Regions from separate parts of the Hordeum vulgare genome. Here region 2 is linked to region 1. Evidence: chromatin contacts called from public Hi-C data. All regions are on one chromosome and are shown on one strand. The core of a region is the stretch at or near the end of the contact, and the rest is flanking DNA. Distances in the headings are between cores, read along the strand shown. Region 1 holds the start of LOC123400119 (protein XAP5 CIRCADIAN TIMEKEEPER). Region 2 holds the start of LOC123400124 (protein DETOXIFICATION 40-like).

What was found. Hi-C and Micro-C count contacts between places; a contact is called where the count stands out from the background.
Region 2: a Hi-C map of leaf shows a contact between it and region 1, with 2.9 times the contacts expected there. The contact joins the promoter of LOC123400124 here to the promoter of LOC123400119 in region 1. A contact is called at or near these places in 2 of 6 Hi-C or Micro-C datasets (leaf and seedling).

Annotation. Positions count from the first base shown.
Region 1 is chr5H:502,659,387-502,663,740 of MorexV3_pseudomolecules_assembly, reverse strand. LOC123400119 (protein XAP5 CIRCADIAN TIMEKEEPER) reads right to left here and starts at 3,056. Exons shown (of 12, transcript XM_045094530.1): 1 at 2,797-3,056; 2 at 2,103-2,168; 3 at 1,942-2,006; 4 at 1,740-1,852; 5 at 920-983; 6 at 750-826; 7 at 581-642; 8 at 358-489; 9 at 202-255. The coding sequence starts at 2,961.
Region 2 is chr5H:502,847,750-502,852,665 of MorexV3_pseudomolecules_assembly, reverse strand. LOC123400124 (protein DETOXIFICATION 40-like) reads right to left here and starts at 3,353. Exons shown (of 7, transcript XM_045094534.1): 1 at 2,730-3,353; 2 at 158-789; 3 at 17-73. The coding sequence starts at 3,050.

The DNA of each region.
Region 1 (4,354 bases), core at 1,807-4,306:
TGCCAGTTCGCATATATCCATGTTTTAAAATCAAGGGAAAGCTCCAGAATAGTCAACATACTCCCTCCGTCCCAAAATAAGTGTCTTAAGTTTGATACATCTTTGTACTAAGGTTAGTACAAAATTGAGACACTTATTTTGGGACGGAGGGAGTACTAAAGAAATAAAAATTCTCAGTAGTAGTGAAGGAACAAGCATTACCGGTCCACTCTTGCCCCTTGCTTTATTAATAATTAACTCATAGAAGCTGTGTTGCTGTCAAATCAAAATAACAAACATTAAATGGAACAGAATAAAACTTATTACAACAAAAACAAAACTGCAATTTATTAGGGAACAAACTCAAACATTACGTACATGAGGGATAATGAGATCTTCCTTCACATAGAGTAGGTTCTCAACTGATGTTGTCCGTACTTCACGGAACTCCGGAGCAAGCTGCTGCTGAACAGCCCTCAAAAATTCTCCAATAGAGTCACCTTTACGCACCTGGGGGTGTAGAAGGATTTGTTTGAAATGTAGAGTTCACGTCTTTAGAACAATCAAAAGAGGAACAATTTTTCCAGCGTTAGAAATGCACCTGGATAGCTCTCCTGTGACCAGTACCATCCCAGTAACTGTATGTGATTGAAAGAGGTTCACCTAAAAGAGGGATATGATTGTTTAATCAGTTCTGATGCAAGAATAATCCGAAAGAGAAAGATACACATTAGATTAAAAGGTATTATGCTATCAGCATGTGGTAGTACTTTTGACCAATTCTTGCTCACGCGACCACTGCATCTTCAAGCGTTCTCGCTCTGCTTGTTCCTCTGCCTCCCTCTCTCTGAAGGATCATTCTTAGCAAACAGCTTGAGGGTTAAACAAAGCTTGAAAATAACAACCAACATTCCAAGTAATCATAAACTAAAAGACATACCTGTCAGGTAGAAAACTTGTCTCAACTGTGGGATCCTTTCCAAGTTGTTTCTTCTGAGTATCTTCTGTAATGAATAATGAGCATAATGTTCATACACTCAGATAATTCACAAGTAGTTCAAAGCGTCTAGGTATTAAGAAACAGTGCTGATAGGTCAATACATATCCCAGGGAACTATGAGCACAAACAGTGAGATTGTAAATAAACAGAACATAATCATAATCATGTTCTGTAGCTGTCACCAGGAACCGATCATTTGCTTTATCTAGTCTAGGTTCAGTTATTTCCAACTTTCTATGGAAGGCCATCTGCACACAACTTTCTATGCGAAAACTCAGGACATGACAACAACAAGGTAACGTTGCAGCCTGCACTTGAAACAAAGTAAATTGCAAAGCAGGAAATGCAGCTGGAAAAAATGCAACATAGGGATCCTTGGCCTAAAACATCACTGAAGTCAACAATGAGTTGTTGAAACGAACGGCTGACTGGATTAATTTGAATACCAAAACGCAACACCGATTTGTGAACAGACAAGAGCAATACATACAAAGGAATGACATATGTCCGATTATCAAATGGAATTCATCTACAATGTCTCAGCTGTGCTAGCATATGAAAGAGAAATACGACGTCCAAACTGCAAGCAACAATCTTGATCACAAAACTAGATAAACAGTCAAAGGGAAATCCAGAGTCAATGTGAAGTCACAGATGACCTGATTATAGAAACTGGAATGATATATGCTTGAGAAATAGTAACACTAGTAAAGCCAACAGAACATGAATAAATAAAAATGAAAAGGTGAGAACATCATACGGTTCTCAAACTCATCCTCGTCACTTCCGTTCCCAATGTCATCATAGAACGACAAGCGTGGATCTCCCCTCACTCTCCTCTTTTTCCTTTTCTGCATTTGCAATTCTTCTTCTCTGAAACCAACAACACAACACTTAAATTGGCATAAGGAAACAAATTAAAGAAAATTTCTGATTCAGCCAAGCTAGTATTTCAAGCTCACTCTTGTTGCAATTTTTGAAGCTTCTCTTTCTCTTCCTCCTCGATCTTAGTTCGTATGTTAACCCTCTGCGCAGGCAATGGGTGAAGATTAAGTAACCAAAATTTACTTTGCCCAGGAATAGAAAAGCAAAGGCTGATGTACATAAATGGTCTGTCTATTACCTTCTCAACATACTGTTCTCTTGTAACTAGGCCAACAGTTTCCTTCTTGAATGCAGTCTCAAGAATCTAAAAATCACATTTCTTAGTGTTAGCTTGTAAAATACAGCTGCACGGTATACATTTACTTGCAAAAACCTCTATAATCCTGTAAAGAAGCCATGTCAAAGATTGGATAAAATAAATCCACCCAGTGACTTAAATTAAAATAAATACATAGAATTCTAAAAAAAAGAATCAATACTCCCAGTCTGCTAGTTCTGGGTATTCCTAAGTGAATCATTCAAATGCCAAAATCAAACAGCGTACAGGCACCACACCCATCAGGATCTATCAAACTTAGCTGTGAGCCATCAAGCAAACATTGTTACCAAATCTGTAAGTATCCACATACATGTTTTTCAAGGCTAAGAACTGGCATCTTCTGAGTACAGTTATCCGAGAAAAACTAACCATGTCATGGCAACAACAATACATAATTCTCTACCAACAAAAGTAACAACTACTTACATTAGGGCTGCCAAATCCTACAATATCTACTCGTGCTAAAGCACACCCGGTTCAACCAGTAAGCGAATCGGCCCAACAGCATCTAAATTCAACTACATATGCATGCTAGAAAGCGAATCAACCGGTAAGCAGACGAAGATTCGGTCGCGGGCCAAACCCGCGATGGACGCGGCGACGACGATTTTACCTCGGAGGTGCTGGAGCCGAACTGGAGGAGGCCGGGCTGCCCGTCGGCGTTCTTGCTCTTGAGCTCCTCGATCTTCCGGCGCTCCGCCTCGCGCTGCTTCTCCAGCCGCCGGATCTTCACCGCGTCCTGCGCCGTGCCAACGTACCCGTCGCCGAACCCCGACATCCTTCCACCTCGGATTTCCCCGTGTTGCGGCCTTTCCCGGGGAGGGGGGGGGGGGGGGGGGGGGCCGCCCGCTGTCCGACGGAGAGTGGAGGCGGCGGCCGGCGGGGGGACGGGTCGCCGAGAGCGGAGGAATAGGGCGATTTCGGGAACGCCTCGATCGCGGAGTATATACCTCGCCTACTGCGACATATACGACGCGATCGCCAACAAGGCCACCCGATCTAAGCCGGCCCGTATTGAGGTCCAAACAAAGAGATGAGGAAACTCTTTCCAACAACAAATACCAAGCATATCCAAACAACAAAATTTGAATTGAAGTCCAATTCCTTTCCATCTTGGATTTGGTATTCCAGATCAATTCAATTCCGAGCCAGTTTTTCCTACATCCAAACAGGGGGTTAGTCTAAAAAACGCCACGCACCTGAAGCTTCTTCCATTTTTTTAGTCTCTTTGTCGATTTTCAGCAGTTTTATTTTGTTCAACATATATCAACGTTTTTCAGTACACATTCAGTAGTTTTTTGCATAAATCAGATATGTTTTTATATACACATTTAACATTTTTAACTACATGGTTAATATTTTCTGAAATCTTATATTTTAATGCTACTTTACCATACACATGGTACATTTTTTATATACCTAATGCATTTTACAAAACACGTTTAATATTTTTCAAATACAAGATTAACAGTTTCTTTAATATGTTGTGACACTTTTTCTATGTACCTTTTACAGTTTTTAAATACTTGATTAATACATAGTCAAATTTTTGTATACACATTTAACATTTTTCAAATGATTGATTAACATATTTCAAATACTTGCTCAAACATTATTTCAAATGCTTGATTAACAAAAAAAATACATGATCAAATTTTTTCATACACATTGTATTTGTTGTTTAATACATGAGAAACGTTTTCTCCATACACATTCAACATATTTTAAATGCTTGGTTAGCATGTTCTTCAAATGTTTTTATATCAAGTGTTTCTTGTAATATATTTATATAGAATATCCATAAGTATAAACAAAACAAAAAACATGAAAACAAAAACAAAAACAAAAATGAGGTTGTGGTATCCCATGCGTTTGCACCAGCCCATCCAACGCCTCCCTTTAGGCGATGCTTCCCTCTTTTTTCGCGTGAAGTGAGACAAAGAGGCACCCTAAAAAACTATTTTTCTCTCATCCCTCTCGCCTCATGTTTCCTTCATATGTTATAAACCTAGAAAATACCTTGTTTTTTTCTCATTCTCCATCAAATCCAAAGAGGCAACCATCATTAAGAAAGGGCATGGCAAGCATAGTAGAATAGTCGTGTTTGATTTTTCTGAAGTTAATAGAACCTACTTTCTGAGCTATGAATTTCATGCCATATAAAACTAGTA
Region 2 (4,916 bases), core at 2,104-4,603, 190 kb before region 1:
GTAGTAACAACTTTACCTGGCCGCTGCATTGAATCCAACAGAAATCATGAACACCCATCCTGAAATGGTCATGCTGCAAACACAACAGAATGATTAGTTGTGTCATCATCTCAGCAGAGTAGGCAATCAAGGACAGGTTGCGTTAAAAACCAGTTACCAGACGGAGAGCGATGCAAGAGCCATTTCGGGGTCTTTGAGGAGGCCAGCAATGAGCACGAGTATCTGGAAGTACCAAGTCTCTAGGCAGAGCATGATGGCAGAGGCAAGGGACAACTTGAAAAACTCAGGCAAGCCGGAGAATGCCTGGAGGGAGAACCCAGTCCACGTGAGGCGGCACCGGCTGCTGGTGACGATATAGATGAACTGCCCGATGACGATGACCCACCAGCTGATGCTGAGCATGAGCGAGGAGCCAAGAAGCCCTAGCCCAAACTTGTACACGACGAGGTAGCTGAGGACGAGGTGGATGGCGAGTGTGCCTGCGGAGATGTAGGCGCTGGGCGCCATGATGCTCTGCGCCTGCATGAACTTTTGAATGGGGAAGTTGGCAGCGTAGGCAAAGATCTGCGGGATGAGGCCGTAGACGAAGATGGCCGCGGCGCGGGCTATCTCGGGGGACTCGCCGAGGAGGATGAGGATGGGGCGGGAGAAGGCGTAGAGTACGGCGAGCGGGATGCCCGTGGCCATGAGCAGGACAGTGGAGCGTTGCATGTAGATGCCCAGCATGTCGAACTTGTTCGCGCCGTACGCCTGCCCGCATAGAGTCTCCACCGCACTCCCCATGCCAAGCTGCAAAGCATTGCAGAGTTGGTCAATTAGAATTCTAGTTTTGTACTCCCTCCGTTCCTAAATATAAGACCTTTTAGAAATTTCACTATAGACTAGATAGGGAGCAAAATGTGTGAAACTACACTAAAATATCACTAAAATATGTAGTTTATAGTAAAATCTTTAAAAGGTCTTATATTTAGGAACGGAGGGAGTAATTCCAAAATGATTCGGCTTTTTGTGAAATTGATGTGGAGTGTATTTGAAATTGTGAAACCTGAATGAAATAATTATGTAATGCATATGTCAATGAACCTCAAGTAGAACATATGATTGAAATAACTGACAGATGCATGGGCAATATATCTCCAATTATGCATTGGGAAAGAAATATGATAGAAATCCAGTGCAAATTGCATTAAATTTCAATTTGTATTTGAAATTGCTTTAGTTTTGTTACCTTCTGTAAATATATGTGAAACTTCTAAAAAAATGTTACATGGCTGTGTAATTGATTTGAAGTGTATCTTAACTTGGAATGCATTTGAATTTCAGTAAACAAATGTGAAATTTCAGCTTGTGGCACTTTTCTGAAATATAGCTTCTGTTTGCGGCTTTTTTCCATGATGTATATAGAAGTCCTGAATTTTAGTTTGTGCCGCTTCACTGAATATATGAGAGACTTGTGGAATTTATGAAGTCATCGTGTATTTGTTCCAAAGTGTATCGTAACTAGCTCTGAAATGCATTCGAATTCCAGTGAACATTTTGGGGCATTTCAGTTTGCAGAAATTTGTGTTCAAAAAAACGTTTGCGACAGTTTAGGAAAACTGCACCTGAAGCCCATTTTGCGGCAATACCGAAATAAAATGAAACCATGTCTAAAAGGAAACGTTTCAAAATGCATGGAGTTTCCGTTGAAATGCAATGAACTCATTTCTGAAGCAATGTTGAAGTAGAAAAAATAAAGCATGTTCGAAAGTAAGCGCGTTTGAATCGCATATGAAGCTATGTGAAATGGAATGCATTTCGAAACACGGTTTAAGAGTTTCGAAGATCATCGTATGAATGGTCCTCGCGACATTAACAGCAACGGGGGCTAAAGAAAATTGAAACGAACATTTGAATAAGAAAGTTTGGAACCAGAAACTTCAATTATTGTTTTCAATTACCCCGCAATTATTTTTATCGTTTTCAATTACACGGCCCACCAAAACACGGTAGCAGGTATGAACACAGTGGGCGGAAGCATTGAGGGGGCGCAGTCGCAGAGGCAGAGCCACGGCGTGCACCGGTACCGATAGCAATGTCTCCCACGTGTGTTGGGTTGCATCTACTCTAATTTCTAGAAGGCGGCTACGTGTCTCACTTCCCTCCCGCCATACCACGAGTCCATAACCAGTCGTCATGTAGTACTATCTATCTTCCTATCTATCACGAGTAGGTGAGGACTACACTACACACAGGCAGGGACGAGACGCAGGGCAGGATGCAAGGTCGAAGTAATTGGTTGTACCAACAACAAGACACGAGCTCCTGACGCGACGTTATTTTTTTTTGTGGAAGAGAAAAAGGTCACCCGTGATGCGACGTGACATGATGCCCCGGAGAAATCGGATCCATGCACTGCACCAACACTGCATCCAAATCAAAGCAAACGCTGCTGCACTCTCGAGTCGTCCTGCGACCGAGTCTAAAGTTCAGTGCTGCTGCTGCTGCTGCTGCTGCTGCTGCTCGTTAATTATAGGAGCAGTCAACTACACGAGGCCAAACGTTGGCAGCTCAGCTCAGCTGCTACGCCGATCGACGCGTAGCCTACGACGAGTTTGCTGGAATCCGGGTGCTATTTGATTAATGATTAATCTGACTATCTGAGCCCGATGGAGAATCCCCTGGATCCGATGAGGAGTACTCCTACTGCTGCTGATGGTCAAATCCATGGAGGGAGGCGGCGTACGTACCATGAGGCCGTATGCGAAGACCTGGATGCCGGTGTTGCCGAGGGAGGCGGCGGCGAGCTCGAGGGTGCCGAGGTGGCCGGCGAAGATCTGCGTGGACATGGACATGAGGTAGTTGATCATGTACACCAGCACGGCCGGCGCCGCCAGCCGCACCAGCATCCGCATCTCCACCGCCGTCGCCGCCAGCATCCGCCGCGCCCACGGCACCGACTCGTCGCTCAGGATGCTCTCCAGCCGCTTGCTGGACCCGTGCCCATCGTCGCCGCCGCCTTCGCTGCCGGCCGGCGGCGGCAGCAGCGGGGTCTGCAGCTTGCTGTCCATGGGCGTGCGTGGCCTGATGCCTGCCTCTGTTTCTTGTGGCGGAGGGCGGAGGGCGGAGATGCGGAGGAGGAGGTCGGCTGGGCGTTATAAAAAGGGATTCTGCGGCGGCGGCGGGAGCGGGGGCAGGGGAAAAATAATAGGAGAGGAATTGGGTTGTGGCTTTGGCTTTGGCTCGGCTCCGGAAATGTGGAGTTTTGTTTCGTTTTTTGCTCCGGCTGCTATTGGTTTGGTTTCGCGGCTGGAGCCTGGGGTGCGTGCGAGAGCATACAGTTGGGAAAATTGATGGTCTCTGCTGGCATGCGACTGATCCGTACTACTCCTACACTACTCGATTATTTAAAACCGTCTTCTTCGCAAACATCATTGCTCGATAGATGTTCGATCAAATGTCATGAAACTGATTTTTGAATGTCACGTCGTTTTTTTTAGAGTAAGAAGGGTGGTGAGTTGCTCGATTATAAAGGACGAATTGTTGCGCGATGCATAGTTGGTCGTACCCGCGGATTTCATAAGCAAGAGCAGCGGAGGGACATTTTAAGTTGAAATGCATTAATTGTTCCACGCATATTGCGCCATACGACATGCACATCATGCATGATCATAATATGAGGCCGTTATCGTATCGAGGATACGTCATTCGGACCCTGTCGTCAAGTTTCAAGGTATAGTGGGTATGCTATAGGCAAGGTGGCCATTGTGCGCGTTATAGGAAGAGGTCGCAAGTTTTGCTTCTTCTTACTCAAATTGTTGACTCATTCGTTGATTCATTCAATATTGTTATTCACATTGTGTAGCTTGCACATACAGTCGTAATGTATCACATGATGAGGAATGGCCATTTACGCATGCGCTATCCGCACTCTCCTCGCCTTCGGTCTCTCGTGGTGTGCGGCCTCCGACGGCACATGAGTAGAGATGAGTACCCAACAGTAGCCAGGGACGACATCCCGAGCTGATAGGAAAGGCAAAGAGGGGAGGCTTGCCTGGAGGGGCGCGATGCGCGTGGATCTGCATGGGCCAGCTTCTTCACCCGCATTGTGTCGTCCTGCTACCAATTAATATTATGATTGATTAGGTATCCTGGATGCTGATATTTTTTTGACAAACTTGATCAAATTTGCGGAGTCTAACTTGAGGCATTCTTTTTTTTGGAAAAGGAGGTTAAGACCCCGGACTCTGCATCAATCGTTGCATACGACCACGTTTATTAGTTATTCAACAAAGTTCTGAACAAAAACATACATTAATCCATCCGAAGCCACCAATCACACATATAAACTCAATAAGGTGGAGTGCTTTCATTCTTCATATCTAAAACCGATATCGTTGTTGATCCATCCGCATATAGTATCGAAACCTATAGTCAGTGCAGCAAACCTAAAGCGTACATCACATGCACATGTTTTAGAAATCATCATCATCATCGACCACAGACCCATCTTCAGGAAGAGATCCCGTAACAGCCCGAGACCGACGCTCGAGAAGATTCCCTTTTTATTTCGTTGCCGCTGTGTGATTAGATTGTTTGACGCATTCATCATCGCATCATTCACATCATCTGCATTGCATCGGCACTCTGTTGCCGCAGTTTTCAAAACTTGCATCCGTTAGTAATTGTCGGTTCTCTCTGTTTTTATCGTTGACCGTTTCGAGACCAACCACACACGCACGCGCCCGTGACATCTATAAAATATTGTTTTTAAAGGTGTCCAATTTATTTATTTCGGATTAGGTTGAAACTTGGTGTGCGGTCTTATTTTAGTGTAGGTAGGTCGCCTGCCAAATTTCGTCCCAATCGGAGTCCGTTTGATACCCGAACGGTCAACCGTAGCGGCACCGTCATGTGTTTATCGACGGGCGGTTTTC